Linked DNA regions of Sparus aurata: region 1 is linked to region 2. Evidence: chromatin contacts called from public Hi-C data. All regions are on one chromosome and are shown on one strand. The core of a region is the stretch at or near the end of the contact, and the rest is flanking DNA. Distances in the headings are between cores, read along the strand shown.

Evidence for each region. Hi-C and Micro-C count contacts between places; a contact is called where the count stands out from the background.
Region 1: a contact with region 2 is called in a Hi-C map of an unstated tissue, with 6 times the contacts expected there. The contact joins the promoter of nup133 here to the promoter of pus10 in region 2. A contact is called at or near these places in 2 of 2 Hi-C or Micro-C datasets (skeletal muscle and an unstated tissue).

The regions. Positions count from the first base shown.
Region 1 is chr1:4,183,225-4,187,644 of fSpaAur1.1, forward strand. It overlaps nup133 (nucleoporin 133), which reads left to right and starts at 2,396. Exons shown (of 25, transcript XM_030416383.1): 1 at 2,396-2,763; 2 at 3,123-3,238; 3 at 3,391-3,494; 4 at 4,290-4,420. The coding sequence starts at 2,636. It overlaps taf5l (TAF5-like RNA polymerase II, p300/CBP-associated factor (PCAF)-associated factor), which reads right to left and starts at 1,803. Exons shown (of 5, transcript XM_030416417.1): 1 at 1,569-1,803; 2 at 868-1,009; 3 at 279-383; 4 at 1-141. The coding sequence starts at 1,006.
Region 2 is chr1:4,027,845-4,032,318 of fSpaAur1.1, forward strand. pus10 (pseudouridine synthase 10) reads left to right here and starts at 2,077. Exons shown (of 18, transcript XM_030428788.1): 1 at 2,077-2,095; 2 at 3,190-3,324; 3 at 3,418-3,696; 4 at 3,787-3,873; 5 at 4,357-4,391. The coding sequence starts at 3,199. It overlaps cct4 (chaperonin containing TCP1, subunit 4 (delta)), which reads right to left and starts at 2,077. Exons shown (of 13, transcript XM_030428798.1): 1 at 1,762-2,077; 2 at 908-960; 3 at 722-811; 4 at 458-566; 5 at 13-277. The coding sequence starts at 1,879.

The DNA.
Region 1 (4,420 bases), core at 1,146-3,645, 160 kb after region 2:
CCTGAAGAAAGGCACCATGGAAACGACTGTAAAAGCCATCTACTGCCCCCTTCAGGCCGCAGTGCACCATGTCCAGGTGGAGGTAGACGAAGAGCGGGTAGAGGATGCTGCTCACCTCCTTCGCCCAGGATATTTCGGTTTCTGATTGAGAGAAAATAAAAAGTAGTCTGAGGGTTTAGTCAGTAAAAACAAGGTCACACAGTATCCAAAGATGACTCATACATATGGAAAAAGCTAAGGAATTCAGTGACTGTGCAGCAGGAAGGTGAAAGTGATACCTGACAGAAAAGAGCGCAGCCTGGAGAACTGAGTCTCATACTGCTGTGGGTCAGACTGGCAGGGCGCAGCCGTGACGATGTTGGCACAGCCCGACTCCGTCTGCACTGCTCAGAGAAACAGAGAGAGGAGAGAAGGAATAAATCATGTGTCAGTGCTGAGTGTCAGTGTCACCCTTGGGGGAGTATTACATTTTTGCTATCAGAGTATTTTGTCTGATAAAACCTTCACTCAGGATTGTGTGGCTGTGGGCGAATTAGGCCTGATAGACATTTGTCTCCCTGTCCTGTTGTTGCTGTCACACTTTTACTACATATACTCTGTTGACGTCCCGTAAATCCCAGCATAGCTTTGCACAAAGACGACTCAAGCAGGTCTAACACCTCAACACACCTGTCTGAGTAAATAGGTCATGATATTATATAATTTGATCATAACAATATGCTCTGCACATTAACACCAAAGTAAATGTAGTTGCTGAAAAAATTGAATGGAGTAAAAGCAAAAAGCACATGTTTCCCTACGAGGGTAAAAAGAACATGTCTGCATAACAACACTATCATCTTCATGTGTGCAGGTAGCCCAGCTCACCTGTGAGGCTGGCAGCCATCTCCTCAGCCGTCTGGAAGAGCTTGGCTCCTTTCAAGGAACCATCAGTGTCCACATACTGCCTCCGCTTCAGGTACTGAGCCACGGCATACTGGATCTGCTCAGTGCGAACCCGCTTCATGACCTGAAAACAGGCGGAAAAAGTCACACACCTGAGAGGATTCAGAGGGAATACACCTGCACATCACGGAATCACTCAGTCTGCCAAACAAGACGATCACCAGACACACCAAGCGGTTAAAAACACAGAAATTAAAGTACGCTTATGAATGTAAAGGGCGGTGCGTGTCTATTAAACTGCTTTGAATCAGATTTATCATCTCCATGGCAATATTAACCCTCTTAAGTAAAGCATCTTCACAGTAGCTAATTAGCTAGCAAAGAAGCGAGCTAATGTGTTTACTAGCGCAAACGACACTGGATTCTCTTCTACTGACAGTTTAAACGAGTTGAAGCCCGAGACTGGGTTGGAAACAAATGGAGACACGCGTTAATCCAGGATAAAGCAGGCAGGTTTCCATTTTATAGGTTGGTGCTTGGGGTTGAGCTAACCAGCTAACTTAGCGCTCCTCGCAGTGGGCCTGGCGGCTCAAAACTTTTAGCGGGATTGATCCGGTTCCGTAGCACCTCCGGTTAAAAATCAGCACTCACTGCATATCATGCTGTTCGCCTTCCTTACTTACTGTATGCAAGCTGATGAGGCTTAAGTGCTGCTCAGTTTCCAGTTAAAGCTACGCCGCTGCCTGTCGTTGCCGCTCCATCGTGGTTTTCCGCCCACCGGTCAGCCTCCATCAAATCATGCTAGGTTAGCTAGCTCTCCGCTTTCATCTTTGATGGTTAACAGCTATCGTTAATCGACTCGTCCGCCTGGCTTTCCCTGAACACTACAACGGTTAGTCTATCGACGATCTACTACCTGTGCCTGGTTGGACTCAAACCAAACTCCATTGGAAAATTAAGGAAAATAAACGCCATGGGCCGAAGCAAATTTCACCAAACAGCCGATTATTAACGGCAGATTATTTTTTTTAAAAGTGTCAACTTTTCGGGAACAGCTTATAGTGCAGCACCACCATTCACAAGGTATGAAATTAAATCATAATATGCGTCACTTAGTATGCTGACCAACACAACTTTAAAATTGACACTTTTTCAAATGCAGTTTGGAGAAAAGTCTCTCAAGTAATGTAGGTCAGTAGAATTATAATTTTTTTAAATAACGCCTAATTCGCTTATATGTTATGTGATTTAGTGACACCTAATAAACAATGTATTATTACACTGTAACTGTAATTAATTGGACACGCCCAATGGGCACATTATTGTTTGTAGTGCTTTATAGTGTTTTGCTCACTCATGATAACAAGCGGAGGGAACGTATTTGGAATAAATGTAAATATAATGACGTCCTTTCATTTATGGTTAAGGAATCAGGAGCTCTTTTTGGAAATGTATTGAAGTGTAAAAATAATGAAAATAATTATTATAATAACAATACACATTATTTTCTGAGAAGGTTCTTTTAAAACAAAATAAAATTAGAATTATCATTTTTTTAAAACGTCATTTTGGCGATGGGCGGGACTTTCAGTTGACCCAGTGATGACGTATATATCAAGCGACGGCACCGCGCGCTGTTTGTAGGGGATGTGACAGCGAGTGTTGGCGGTATTTATAGATTTTAACGGTTAAATTTGACGAATTTGACAAACTTATCGACTGTTGAGCTGTACGGGGTATCACAGCAGGCATGTTTAGCCCCCGCACCGCCCCGGGCTCCGGCCGCAGGCAGCAGGGCAGGACCACCGGGAGGAAGAGCGTCTCCGGAGCGGCCAGCAGTCTGCTGTTCTCCCCGCGCAGGACGTCTCTCTCGGCGAGGTGAGTGGAGCCGCTGGACGGTGTTTTTGTATATTCACTAGCCGGCCTGTGTATTAGCTGACACTAATTCTGTCTACTACAACACTCCTGTGATAAATCATACATTAATGAAGATTATGATGGTCAGTTCTGTTGTTTTAAAGAGGTATTCATTCAAAAGTATGATCATTTTGGAGGTGGTGACCAGTCTGTGGCGCTCTTGATGCTCACTGACAGCTGTTTTCTGCTCCAGTTAGATATTAGAAACATCTCTCAGTGAAGTATATTAAAATCCAACTGCACCATGAAGAAGTTGGAGCTCAATAATCAGCTGATGGCCCAGAGAAAACTGTTTTACTCTCACATGTGTCTCCCACCAGGTCAACACCCACCAGAGTTCAGAGCCATGCAGCTGCAGAGTCAATCAACTATGATGTGCAAACCTTCGGCTCATCGCTGCCAGTCAAAGTGATGGAGGCGCTGACGATGGCTGATGGTAAAGCAAACCTCATCTCTGTTGTGTTATCTAAAATGTCGGGGGATCGGACCAACATCTCAGTTTATTTTCATTGACCTATTCCTTGTTGATGTCCGTTTCTGTCTGTCAGTATTGCCTCTGAATCTTCCTGTGTGTGTCGGTCCCTCTAGCTGATGACCAGATTTCAGTGAAGGTGAATGAGAGCGGCTGGGCCTGGATGGTCTGTGGAGAGAAACTGATCATCTGGAAGATCTGCCAGACCGCCGTGGCAAAGGTAGAGTTCACAGCAAAGATCCAGAAACTAAAGACGCAAGTGGCAAAACAAAACATCCACCTTCCAGTTCAGAGAGTTCATCGTGAAAAGAAAAAGCTGGAGAGACCGTCACAAAACTTGTTAGATGTGAAAAACGTTTTGTGACTTTTTGATCACCAGAGAAAAATGTCTTATGAGAAGATGGAAAGTTGGTGCATCAGTCTGTCCTGTCTGTGTAGTCAGTTTGAAACACATGAGCAACAAAACTGTTGTGTTTATAATATTAGTTTTTTTATATTTACAGCTGCATGATGAAAGTATTTTATCAATACTGGAAAAGAGATCAATAGATCATTTGATTGTTTAAGTCGGTTAACAAGCAAGAACAGCAAACGTTCTCTGATTACAGCTGCAAAGATTAATCAACAACTAATCGGGTAATAATCTGTTAATTGTGTGAAGAAGTCTTTTGAGATTTCAACTGTTTGTCACTTTGGGCACTTGGACATTGTGATGAGCATTTTTTAAAAATGTTTTGACATTGTTTGATTGACGACTACTCAGTTAATCATGGAAATAATCCTCTTGATAATCGATAACAAAAATAAGCAGTAGTTGCAGCCGTGTTTCCAGCTTCTCAGTTGATGATTTGCTACTTTTGTTAAACTTTGTAAGGTGAATGTTTGTGGAGATTTCATTGACTGTGATGCAATTTTTTCTATAGCATGATTCATTGAAAATGTCTGGTCAGTTGCAGCCCTTGAAGAAACACTCACAGATTCATGAAATAAGCTCTTGATCTCTGTTTGGCTGCAGTTGTCAGTGTGTAAGGAGCTGCAGCTGCCCAGCAGTGAGTACAACTACACAGCCGACCTCGTGGCGGTGACGTCCGCAGCACCTCTGGAGTCGGCCGGCGTTCAGTCCATCTCCGTCCTGGCCGTGGCGGT
Region 2 (4,474 bases), core at 827-3,326:
CCTCACACTCACCCGAGCTTCTTGATGATTTTGATGTCCTGCAGGTCGACACCGGTGGCGGTGGCCGGGTCAATGACACGCATGACGGCATCCACGCTCATGGGCGCGAGCAGGCTGGAATACTGCGACACAACCTTGGAGCACAGCGACGTGGTGGCGCTGTTGAGCAGCGTCTCGCGGTCGCTCAGCTGCACCGGCCGGCTCATAGCTGTCAGGATCTCCACACCCTTCTCCACGGCCTTCTGGAAGGACTCCGAGATGATGGTGGGGTGGATGCCTGATCGATGGGACAACGTGTGAACATTATTGTTTTAACTATTCAACAATAGATTAGTTCATCTGCAGAAAATCTGATTCATTAGTAGTAATCTGAATGTCAAACATACGCAGAATAAGCAGTCAGAACTGTATCCATTTATTTGAAATTTTGTTTTTTTCTGTCATCTGCAGCTCTCACCTTTCTGCAGCAGCCTGTAGCAGGCGTCCAGCAGCGCCCCGGCAATCACAACCACAGAGGTGGTGCCGTCACCGGCCTCAATGTCCTGGGCTTTGGATAGTTCCACCAGCTGAAATACACAAACACAAAGATTTTAAGCCAGGTTAGAACTAATTAAATACCAGTGAGTTGAACTGCAAATCATCCATGGAGGACATCAAACTAACGTTCATGTTTTGGATGCAGAACAATCAACACAACCAGGCAGCATCTGTAGGAACGTACCATTTTGGCTGCAGGGTGGAGCACCTGCATCTGCTTCAGGATGGTGGCGCCGTCGTTGGTAATGGTCACGTCACCTTTCTCATCCTGGATCTGAAACAAACAGCAGCACCTGCTTTAGTAACCGGTGGACATAAAAGACGCAAACTTGAGTTGGCCTGTGATCAAGATGATAAATCTGTTACTGACCATCTTGTCCATGCCTTTGGGCCCCAGGCTGGTTCTGACAGCATCTGCAACAGCTGTCAAATAAGCAGGTGCAACATCAGTACAGTAACAAAAATCAACTCAACATCCATGTTTTCATGAGCAGGAGGGAACATTTTAATATTTTGATTGCTTCAAACAAAAGAACATCTTAATATTAATGTGGTCTTGTTCTTCTTTGCACACACTGCAGGATAATAACATTAACAAACTGCATAAATTATTCATAAGAAGACAGGTCACAAAAAGAGAATCAAAATGGTTTCCACATTAAACATTAAAATAACAGTTGTATCTGACACTAATACTACAGAAGTGCACTCTACCTGGTTTAGCTCATCATTGTACCCATCTTAGCCTCTGGCCATATATAGTAAGAAACACTGAGCTAGCTTAATGCTGAGATTGTGTCGAGTCATGAGCATCTTGCAGGAAGAGAACAGTGCACCAAACTCCTGGTGTTTTACATCACAGTTTTGGAAATGACTGCCTCATGCTGCCTGCTACTTTAAGCTAACAATGACAGAAGCTTTAACGGAAGAAACTCGAGTTTGAAGTCGTATCTGGTGCAGTCATACATGCCGAATAGAGAAGTGGATTATTTTGAATCAAGAAATCGCTCTCAGCTATTGTATCCCTCATGTGCTTTTTATTACGGAGTAAAAGTGTTAAAATGGCACTTTACTGAATTAGATTTCGGACGAGGTAGAGACGAGTACCAATGAATAACGGTGCCCAGCCCAACCCAACCCAACCCAACCCAGAACTATTATAACTGATGGTGAGCTTTTGGACCAGATACCAGCCGTTTCAACAGTATATGTATTTTGGCCTACCTTTGGCCGCAGAGATGTTACTGAACCGAATCTGGGCCGGCTTGTCGCGGTCCTGGTACGCCCCTCCTTTGTGTCTGCCCATGTTTGAGGCATTCGATGCCGTTCTCACTTCGGGCATCTTGACTTTATAATCGATGGAAAATGTTAAAAGAAGTCTTCAGAAGGGGACCGATGCACCCCGGGGCCGAAACACTGCGATTCGGCTTCGGATGGACTTAGATTAAGGTATCTCCACCCGGTCCCAGTTAGAACCTTCTAGAGACACCGGCTGCTGCGCAGAGAAGAAGGACCCGGCTGTCAAACTGCCCGGCGCTTGGAGATGACGTAACAGACAGTAGGCGTCAAATACCGATGTGATAGAATTAATTTACGATGATTTTTATGGAAATGATCTCAATGTTTGTTAAGATTATACGTGAAGGTGTTCAGTTATCATTTGTCGGTGGGGTGTAGCCTATTTATTGTTAAAATAAGATGATTTATTTCGCATTAATTTAAGTAAATCTGATCTGGGTTGATTAGCTTCGTCTGTTCAGGCTAAAACATCAGGAAAGAAGCATTTTGGATGAACATGTTAACAAGTAAATGAAACTATAGCCTGTTTTACTTCATATCTTCCTGGATTAACCACCTTTGTGTCCGGTAGGTGTATTTCGAGTATTAAGCTGCAGCTCACTGGGCTGTTTCCATTCACGTCCTCTTATTATGGCTGTGGAAAAGTTAGTGTTAGCTACGTTAGCTTAGCACACAGCAGACAGGAAAACATGCTAACATGCTTTAGCTGCTGTTTTGAGCCTGTTGGGCAGAGGTGGGTTCAACAACTCATTATTTACATCGTGTGTGCTGCACATTACAGGAGCAGCTGTCTACTAGCTATCGCAGCTATTTGCCTGTATAGGTAATAAATATAAAATATAATATGTAAATATATATAAAACAGCCAGGATGGTATACAAATATGAGAACAACAGAGTAAAATAAAAATACAGAAGTGAGAGATAATAAGTGATGCAGTTATTGGATTTGTGAGGGTAATAGTGATGATATACATTTTAAACAAGGATACATTAAGTTTGGTTATCACAGTGACCCTCATGATAAAGAGGGGGACAGATTGTCCACCAGAGAGCACAGACAAGTTTATTTCTCATCTGTGAAGCTGTGAAAATTGCATTTATGTTTTGCAAAGTCATTGTTGGCAGATGAGATTCAGCCTGAGATGTTTTTTTTTAAAACATCAGATAAAATAACTAGAGAGACATTCACATCAACACCAGCAGGGACTGATTCATCGTGCACAATGATACATAAATACAGTTGAAGCAGCATTTAATGTGTGTGTTTACTTGGAAAGTGTTGAAGGAATCCTTCCAGCACTGATGTGTCTGATCGTGTGTTTCCTCCTGAATGTCTCTGCACCTCCTGCAGTCTGGAGTCATGCTGCCGCTGAAGGAGAAGGACAAACCCATCGTCCAGAAGCTGCTGTCAGCCGGCTGCTGCGCTCGCTGCGTCCTCCGGTTCTGCTGCGTGAGCGTCCAGGCTGCCTACAGAAAACCCCCTCAGGTGAGACTCATCCTGCATGAAGAACACGTGTTCCCTCCTCAGCCAGCCGCTCACTGGTCCCTCATGCCGTTGTGTTTTTTCCATCTCACACAGGATACACTCAACGAACTTCAAGCTTTCATCAGCAGTACAGAGAACCCCAAAACACAGGATTCAGCATCAGCAGAGTCCACAGATGAAAACAACAAATCCCATGATGCAGCAGTGTCAGAGCCACCTGAAGACCCTCCGAGTAAAAGAGCGAAACTGGAGGCCGGTCCGTCAGAGGAAGACGCTGCTGCTGCGGTCAAGCTGAAGGATGAAGAGTCGCGTGTGTGTGTGGTGTGTTTGGGGATCCTGCAGGACCTCTGTGGCCCGGCTCAGGCCCTCAAGGTGTGTGTGAGGTTAAACATTCACAGCTTTCAGACACAACAGTGCCAGCGCAGTGTACCGTGAACGTGAGGTTTTGTTCTACTTTCACAGATAGCCGAGACAGTGAAGGCCGAAAAGTACGAGTTCGACACCCTGGTGCTGTCCGTGTCTCTGCCCGCTCAGCTGTGTGTCCGAGAGGTCAGTGTCTCTGTGTGGTGTCACAAACAGACACCTGCTGATCTTCATATTATTAATATTTCAATCATTTGTTCTGTAGAATGTCAGAAGATTGTCACGGTTCTCCACAGCTGAATATGATGCCTGTGAATAGAAATTCTTAACTAACTTTATTAATTGATTCACTGTTTCAGCACGCGTTATGAACAGTGTTGTGTTTGTGAGCTGTTCTGTCAGAAGATTGATTAAATCTTTCATATTTCAAATCACATAAAAACCAACAACATGCTTTCAGTACTTTCTGCCTTCCTGTCTGTGGCACGTTTGTTCCCACTGAGGATCTTTAAAAACACCTCACAGATAAAAAGTTTCATTTAAAACAGTCATTTCCTCAAACAGTCGCTCGCTGTGGTTGTTGAGGAGGTCGGGTGGTTGTTGGGGACTATTTCCAGCAGCGGATGAATCCATATTTGTCTGTTGATGTGTCTTCTTTCATCCCTGCAGCACTCCTGTTGGCTTCACGTGAAGAAGGAACTGAGGTGAAGGAATTTATCTTGATGTTTTTTAATGTTTTTCGTTCGGTCGGGCTTCAGGTGGAATCACAGGTTTGTTGTTTTTCTCT